Linked DNA regions of Gossypium hirsutum: region 1 is linked to region 2. A link is a contact called in public Hi-C data. All regions are on one chromosome and are shown on one strand. Each heading gives the region's core, a stretch centred on a gene start, on an enhancer-like site or on the middle of the called end of the contact. The rest is flanking DNA. Distances are from core to core; before and after follow the strand shown. Region 1 holds the start of LOC107901643 (ubiquitin carboxyl-terminal hydrolase 18). Region 2 holds the start of LOC107900359 (protein GLUTAMINE DUMPER 5).

Region 1 (4,131 bases), core at 46-2,545, 180 kb after region 2:
TCTCCCATGTCTCTTTCTCTCTCATCCTTTTATATTTCTCTTATATCTCTTTCTTTCTACTCTCATTTTTCCCTCCTTGAATATCCGTATTTGTAATGAATATTTGAAAAATTACATATTGGTACCACCTAACACGGTGGTGGTATCCAAAATTTTTTTAAAAAGTCATTGATTGGCTAATGATAAGGGGGCGATGTCGCCAGTATGTCAGGTGGCACTGGTGGTCACTGTAGAGAACATATAATTTTCGTACATAAATTTGACTAGGATTATTTTTGTAAATAATTATTTCTTTTAAGTTAATTGCATAAAAAAACCATTCACGTCACTTGTTAAAAGAAGGGTTATATATAGTATCACTTGATTTGTAGACTACTTTATATTAACTTATTACAAAAACTACATCCATAGGATTTGTCTTATTTTGGTCATTTTATTTTTTTAATTTAAGTATTTTAAATAAGATAATTGTGTGAATTAATCATAGCCGTTAAAATTTTCATTTTCTTTTAACAAATTATTGACGTGGCACATTAGCACATTAAATGACTGCCACATGACATTTTCTTGTTGATTTTTTACTAAAGTTTAGGGACCTCCCTTTAATTAGTCCAAAACCTTTTCCCCTTAAACTTTATAGAGAGATCTTTAAACTTTAATCAAAAGTCAAATAAAAAATACCACATGTCAATCACTCAATGCGCTATTGTGCCACATCAGTATTCTGTTAAAAGAAAACAAAAAATTTTAACAACAGTGACTAATTCACACAATTATTTTATTTAGAGTGATTATTAAGAAAAAAGTTTAAAATAATCAAAATAGGACAAACACTATTTTAAAGTGGCTATAAATTTAGGTTACCCTTAATAATATAATCTACTTAAATATGTATATATTTAACAAAAGAGATACAAAAGCAACTATGAACATAAAAATATTTATAATATATACACATGTATCTATACTATCATATAAATCATATAAATTTAAATCTTTAATTGAATTGTTGGGATAAATCAATCGGATACCAACTCACCTTAAAAATTATTAAAATATATTAAAAAATTATATAAATAATATAATTTATTTAAAAAATAAAATGAATTTGAGTGCACAATCGAAATTTAATTAACACAATTATTTATAAATTTTTATCACAATATCAATAATTATTATTACTTACTAGTACTTTAGAAATTAGATACACTTGTGGAGAATTAAAAAGAAAAAAGAAAAAAGAAAATAAATATCCTGTTAAATAGGGAATGGGTTTGCTAATTTTGGCTTAGGGGTTTCGAGAGAAATAGAGTAATTAAATTAAAAAAAAATAAAAGAAAAGATAAAATTGGTAAAGGGGAACTGTGATAGAGTGGCACAGAAAGGAAAATAAAAAATAAAAAAGAAATCGATGAAGAAAAACCCTAGAACCGGGATCGAGAAGGCTGTGTAGATGCATGTCGGCGGAATAACGTTGGATCTGAATTGGTTCCTGCAATTCATTTTCACGCTCTTCATTTTCGCATTTGTGTCTCTTCGCTTGCTGAAGAACACGGCGTCGAAATACTTCGAGGTCGACGCCAATTTCGATCGGGACCAACCAATGCCTTCCATCCCCATGGACGCCGATCACTTCCCTTGCGCCGTATGCTCTAATCCCGCCTTCAAGAAGTGCTCTCGTTGCAAATCCGTTCGTTATTGGTACGCACGCCTTTTTTTTTCTCCAGAAGAATTCGTTGTCCTTGTATGATCGTACTCCTTGATTGCTTTTTTTTTTGGCTGTTAATTGCTGTTGTTAATATTGTTTGAGCTGTTTCTTTAACGTTTCGGGATTATCGAAAAGTAAAAAAAAAAGAAGATAAAAAAGGTTATTTATTTATTTTTCTATGTTTTTAATACTCGTAAGCATCTTAGTGATTAACTGCTTTTTGAAGTTTCTCTAACTGTTATTTACTGGTGGCGTTTCTCTAACTGTTATTTACTGGTGGCGTTTCTCGACACAGTGGTTTAAGTGCTTATTGTTGACATTCGTGGGTTTTCTTTATCTATTTTAGTTTTCTTAATTTACTTTGCTTTTTATTAGTTTGGTTTGTTAATTATGGGTTAGAAAGAAGTGTTTTTGTTGTCGATGTTAGAACGTTTTCCAGGAATTTAGCTTCTTCTTTTAATAAAGCATTTGGCTTGAATTTTTTTTCTTTATAAACGTACTGTTGTGCTTAATCTAGGTTGAGCCTACTTATTGACACTGATTATGTCAATAAACTGAATGCCCAGCTAGTTCAGTGTTGAAATTTTGATCAGTCTATCAGTCAATTATACAAAAAGATGCCTTGATTGTAGTTATATTTGCTTAACTTAACAAAGGCCCCCTTTCTCCCGGTGCTGCCTTGACTTTAAAAGTTCTGCATTTGCTTTCTGGTATTAGAAAATGAGACGTGTCAGATTACAGGCCTGTGGGCTATGATTTGCGAACCTATAAGTTCGTCAACTTATGGTTACATAAATTCTTCTATCAAGTGGATGGTTTAATCTTTATGTTTGCTTCATTTTTCAGCTCCTCAGCCTGCCAACAGGTGGACTGGAAGGATGGGCATAAGACAAAGTGCAAAGTAAATTCAACACAAACTACAACCACCAAACCGTTTTCAGGAGTTGCTCTGGTTCCTGTCAGTGGAACCTCTAAGATTATCAAGAAACCGAGAAAGGTTAATCTTTTGGCCCTTTGTAAAACCAATATAAGTAAATATGAAATTCATATTCAAAATTTTCAGGTTCTTTTCCCATACGATGAGTTTGTAAAGCTTTTCAACTGGGAGAAACCAGGATTCCCTCCATGTGGACTCTTAAATTGTGGAAACAGGTTCATTTTTACCATGCTTATTAATTCTTCTAGTTGAAGCCTTCTTTACATATGATTAGATTAGATCAGTTTGTGTTCCATCTCTATTTGGTTTATCTTTTCCTGTTTGTTTCTGCAGTTGCTTCGCTAATGTTGTTCTGCAATGCCTTGTTTCCACTCGACCGCTTGTTGCTTACTTGTTGGAGAAAGGCCATCGGAAAGAATGTAAGTTGAGAAACTAGAGCTAATAGGTTTTCATCTCTAGGTTCTTGAACAGCATGTGACCTTTATATTTTTTATTTCCATTCTCCAGGCAGACGCAATGATTGGTGCTTTATGTGCGAATTTCAAATTCATGTCGAACGATCAAGACAAAGTTTGCATCCATTTTCACCAATCAATATTCTGTCACGGTTGCCTAATATTGGAGGTAATCTTGGTTATGGAAGACAAGAGGATGCTCATGAATTCATGAGGTTGGTATTACTTTGTATGTGATTGCATTCTCTTTTAACATCTACTGAAATTAACTTGAGGAAATTATGGATTACTGGATCTTTTTTTTCGTTTTATTCTTTCAGGTTTGCTATTGACACGATGCAATCAGTTTGCCTTGATGAATTCGGTGGAGAAAAAGCTGTTGACCGCAGCTCTCAAGAGACAACTCTTATTCAGCATATATTTGGTGGTCATCTGCAGTCTCAGGTGATGCATCTCATTAGCTTAGAATAATTGACTTTTCTTTCTCCTTTTCCATTTTAACTTAGGCCATTGATAAGGATACAGTGTCAATGGATCATATTAGTGAAGAATATTCTGAAACATTTTTTGTTTTTCAGTTTGCTTTCTTAATTTAGTTTTTGGGCTAGTTTAGCATTCTTTTGAGAAGTGCTGTGGAAAAGTGATTTAAAGAAGTACTTTTGAAAGTTTGGTTTAAGTTATCCCCCAAAACATTATACCTGTGTTTTAGCAAATAAGAGTATTACACCTCAACCTAGTGAGTTTGGAAGTAAAATATCCAACAATTAAAGGTGATTTCAGATGATTAGGGTCTAATGTCTTTTATAATCACCTTGCTTAGTGTTTTAAAATTCAAGTTTGCACTCTAATATCTAATACTTATCATTGTGTTGAAACCTGTAGGTGATTTGTACTAATTGCAATAAGATTTCAAATCAGTATGAAAATATGATGGATTTGACTGTTGAAATTCATGGAGATGCTTCATCATTGGAGGAATGCCTTGACCAGTTCACCGTTAAAGAGTGGCTTCATGGAGATAATATGTACAA
Region 2 (4,037 bases), core at 265-2,764:
TCGAGTCGCGGCGCAGTTCTGACAGCCAGCTGTTTAAGGTTTGCCTTTTCATTAACAAATCTTAATAATAGGCAGCATGCGTCTCATATCTGCTTGGTGCCCAAGAAATGGAGAAATTGGTGACTTCAATGTCCTTTGCTTTATTCTTCCATTTTGTAATTAAATTTATATCATAATTTCTTTTTGTACTAGCAAACCTCTGAACGTCTAATTAGGGTGTTGTACCTTTTTTAGCTTTTGTTACCACTCTTATCTCTCAATCAATTAAGTTTAGGAGTTTTATAAATTTTTAAATAATTTTAATTTGGGTGAATATTATTTTAAGTTGGAATTATTTCAGAATCAAATCATTCCAATTAGAGATTTAAAAATTTCAAATTTATTCTATTCTAAGATTGAGATGTTTCACAATTGTTCCAAGCTGTTTAAATCAGTTTTAATTTGAGTTAAAGCTATTTTTGAGCTGCAAGTAAGTTTAAATTGAGGAATGGGTGAAATTTTGGGGGTCGGGTAACTCTAATTCCACGCCCTTTTCTGCCGGTAAAATCCTCCATGAAGGGATCGAGTTTGCATTATTGTTGTGATGGCACATGAAAAAAAAGTAAAACAGGGCTGGTTAGGCCAACTGCAAAACAACTGAAATCTCAATGTACACAAGATTTATTGTTAAAATTTAGGAACAAAATTCTGTTTTACGTCTATTTTTACCTTCTCTGCAAAATATACATTCCCCCATGATCAAATTAAAAACAACAATTTTCTCGGGACCGATAAGCCGAAACCCAAACATCAACCTAAAAACAAAACAAAACAGAGCTAAGCTAAGCTAACTGGTTTTTAATTTTGGTGTTGGATTTGTCCTGTTTCATTGTTCACTGGGTCGGCAGAATTTTCTGTTATTGTTGTTGGCAATCGTTGATGATTATCATCACTGCTCATATTTGGTTTCACTTTCTCACCGCTTCCACCTTTCTCCGATCCTTGTTCGCCCACGAATCCACCATTTTTATCACCAAACGAGGGAGCCTTATTTGAAACAGGGGTAGCCAAGAACGTAGGCTTGAGTTCACCAGCCATTATCACCAATATTTTCTCCTCGTAAACCTTTACTTCCTTCACTGAATCGCTGCTTTCAACGTCTGTTTCTTCACCGCCATCGTTGTTGGGGGTTCGCCTGTAGGAGCAAGCTAAGATGAAGAGAGCAAAAGCAATGAGACCCAGCATGGCTGCTAGGCCTCCGAAGAGGTAAGGCACGGGTGAGTGCCATGGGGAGCGTGGTTGCGCCATTAAGGGCTTTGGTGCTTCTTTCATTGTGTTGACGTGACCAATGGGTCTCATTTTCTTCTGAGTTTTGCTTTAATGGAAACAGGGTTGTGGGTTGGTGTCTTTTCGGAAATGGAAGGTTAATTTGTGATTCAACCTGAGAAACAGAGAAAACCAGGATTGTTATTTATAAGTAGCAAAAGTGTGATAATTAATTAATGAAAAAGACAAAAATTCTGTCTTTTGATTTAAGGTTAAGTTTTGTTTTGTTTATGTTGTTCTTTAACCATCTTGTTTGATATTTCTTCGAGTTTGGCTGAATTCATTTAATTAATATCCATTATTCGAATTTGAGTTTTAATTAAGTTTTTACCTCTATACATTTTATATACCATTTTAAAGAATAAATAATTTCACAAGAAAATTTAATAAATAAAAACCCACACTTTAAAAAAAAAAATCCTATTAAGCCTATAAGCTTGAATTAAGATGCTTCAATTTAATTTGCTGGATAACTCCAACCATTTGAGTTCAAATTTAATTCCGTAATTATTAAATTTTAAAAGTATAAATATCTGAGGAGGCAATAGACGATGACATGGTGCGACCATGTCGGGCCGAAAACTATTGGACCCATTCCGCAGGCAGCGCCACTTCATGGGTGTTTATATATAGAATATTAGGCATAGCATTTTTGCTTTTGGATAAAATGGTATTGGTGTTTGCCAATAAGATACACCAAACTTAACCTGACGCGAAAGCTCCTGGATGCTCTTTTTTCAATTCCAAATCTTTAAACAATGCATTCCCCCTCCTCCTTTAATCATTTAAAAGAAAATATTGATTTTGATATTGTTGATTTAAGTGAAATTTCGAGTTTTGAGTAATCTCTTCGTACATAATTATAATATATAAACATTCAAAAAATTTCATTTCTTAATCCGTTATGCCTTGTATTATAATATTTTCAACATGTATAATTCATAATCCAATTGTTGCTTTCGCACATGAATGGGATCAAAATGACAAATCCCAAGCTGGATTTTAAGTTGGAATCAATAATTAATCCATTTGAATCTAATCCCATATTGCTTCAACTTGCTGATCCTAAACCTAAGTTTTTTCATTTCACTTGATTGTGAACTTTTTTTTGAAATTTAATTTTATTTATTTAGAATAATTGTTGTATGCATTATCAATAGAATAAACAAAGTTCACAAATAAATTTAGGATCCTACCATGCCTTTATAATATATTAAGGAATAATATTTACTACACTATCACTCAAGTTTTTAGACTTTTTATAGGGTTATAGTAAAATATTTTAAAAAAGAAACAATCTTTTAAAGCTGCCTGAACTGAAAAAAAATACTTTTAGTGTACCAAATATTAACCCATATATTAATAAAATAAAATAAAAAGATAAATAGTTGCATTCTAAACCATTTGTGAATTTTTTGGTTAAAATATGTGGTCAATCCTTTGACAAAATTTGAGATTTAATATATGTACTTAAAAAGCTAAAAGATATGCCCTCTTACTTTTTTCTAAAATAAAAAACACAATCCAATCATTAATATCACTAGTGGTAAAATATCATGGATCCCTCTGTACTAGGAGTCAGATTACATTTTACCCCATCTACTAAAAAAATAGGCAAATTAATCCATGTATATTAGATTAAAGAGAAAATAGTCATTTTGTTAAAATTTTTATCAATTTAATCAGTTAAAAATTTATCCATGTATGTCAACATAAGGTATACCTAGCATATCACATGTCACTGTCTAGTTATTTCATCAATCATGCCAGTTTTTAACAGTATAAATGAATGAAATTTTTAATAGAAAGGACCAATTTATTATTTAATCTAATGTACAAGGACTAGTTTGCTCATTTTTTGAATAGAGGGGACAAAATGCAATTCGACTACTAATATAACGACCTTCATGGTACTTTTAGTTTTATCCATCATTAACATTTTTTGTTAAAATTTTTTGAATTAACACATTGATTAAACTGTCTAAATATAACGTTACATATGATTTACTAAAAATTAATATACTAAATTAATAGATTTTGACGGAAAAAACAAAATTTTTTTTATGTTGAATCTTAAATATAAGATTGTGATTTGTGATGGATACACTTCCTTAGTCATTGATACCCCAATATCATGTCTAGCTGTACCAAAACAACTAAAGGTTCATCTAATGTCAAAGGATTGTCCTTTATTAAAGTTGGCCATTAACCATCATAAGAAGCCAAGGGTAGAGCCGTATTTTTCCACCTTAATTAAGCCAAAGTGAAAATATGTGCTTCTAGAATACAAAACTAATTATTAATTAACACTAAAAATGGTGTATTTAATACAAAAAGTAGGCATTGAGAGAGTAGAAAAGTGGCAGCATATATACTGAACATGGATGGCGTCATTTGAAAACTACATATCGCTATAATGACAGTGGGGCTTATACAATACATCAATAATAGATTTATGAGTACGCATCATGCAGGAGGTTTTGTTAAACGAGAGACAGAGAGAGAGTAAATGTAAGGTTTTTTTTTAAAAAAAAAAAGTAGATATGTAATAATTATGGTAATTATTTGTTTCGTTTTACTTCACTCCTTTACATAAAATTATTATTTTACTTTTATATATTTATAATTATAGAAGGTAAAAATGTAAAATGTGATAAAAAAACTTTTATGTTTTATATTTAAATAATTTTTTGAAGAAATATTCAATTATTTGTTTGTTTTTAAAAAAGATT

The links. Hi-C and Micro-C count contacts between places; a contact is called where the count stands out from the background.
Region 1: a contact with region 2 is called in a Hi-C map of leaf, with 4 times the contacts expected there. The contact joins the promoter of LOC107901643 here to the promoter of LOC107900359 in region 2. A contact is called at or near these places in 19 of 34 Hi-C or Micro-C datasets (anther, callus, fibers and 4 more).

The regions. Positions count from the first base shown.
Region 1 is chrD06:25,993,597-25,997,727 of Gossypium_hirsutum_v2.1, forward strand. It overlaps LOC107901643 (ubiquitin carboxyl-terminal hydrolase 18), which reads left to right and starts at 1,296. Exons shown (of 11, transcript XM_016827717.2): 1 at 1,296-1,701; 2 at 2,555-2,705; 3 at 2,772-2,860; 4 at 2,979-3,064; 5 at 3,153-3,315; 6 at 3,421-3,544; 7 at 3,983-4,131. The coding sequence starts at 1,454.
Region 2 is chrD06:25,813,534-25,817,570 of Gossypium_hirsutum_v2.1, forward strand. LOC107900359 (protein GLUTAMINE DUMPER 5) reads right to left here and starts at 1,515. Exons shown (of 1, transcript XM_016825984.2): 1 at 638-1,515. The coding sequence starts at 1,338. The coding sequence ends at 838.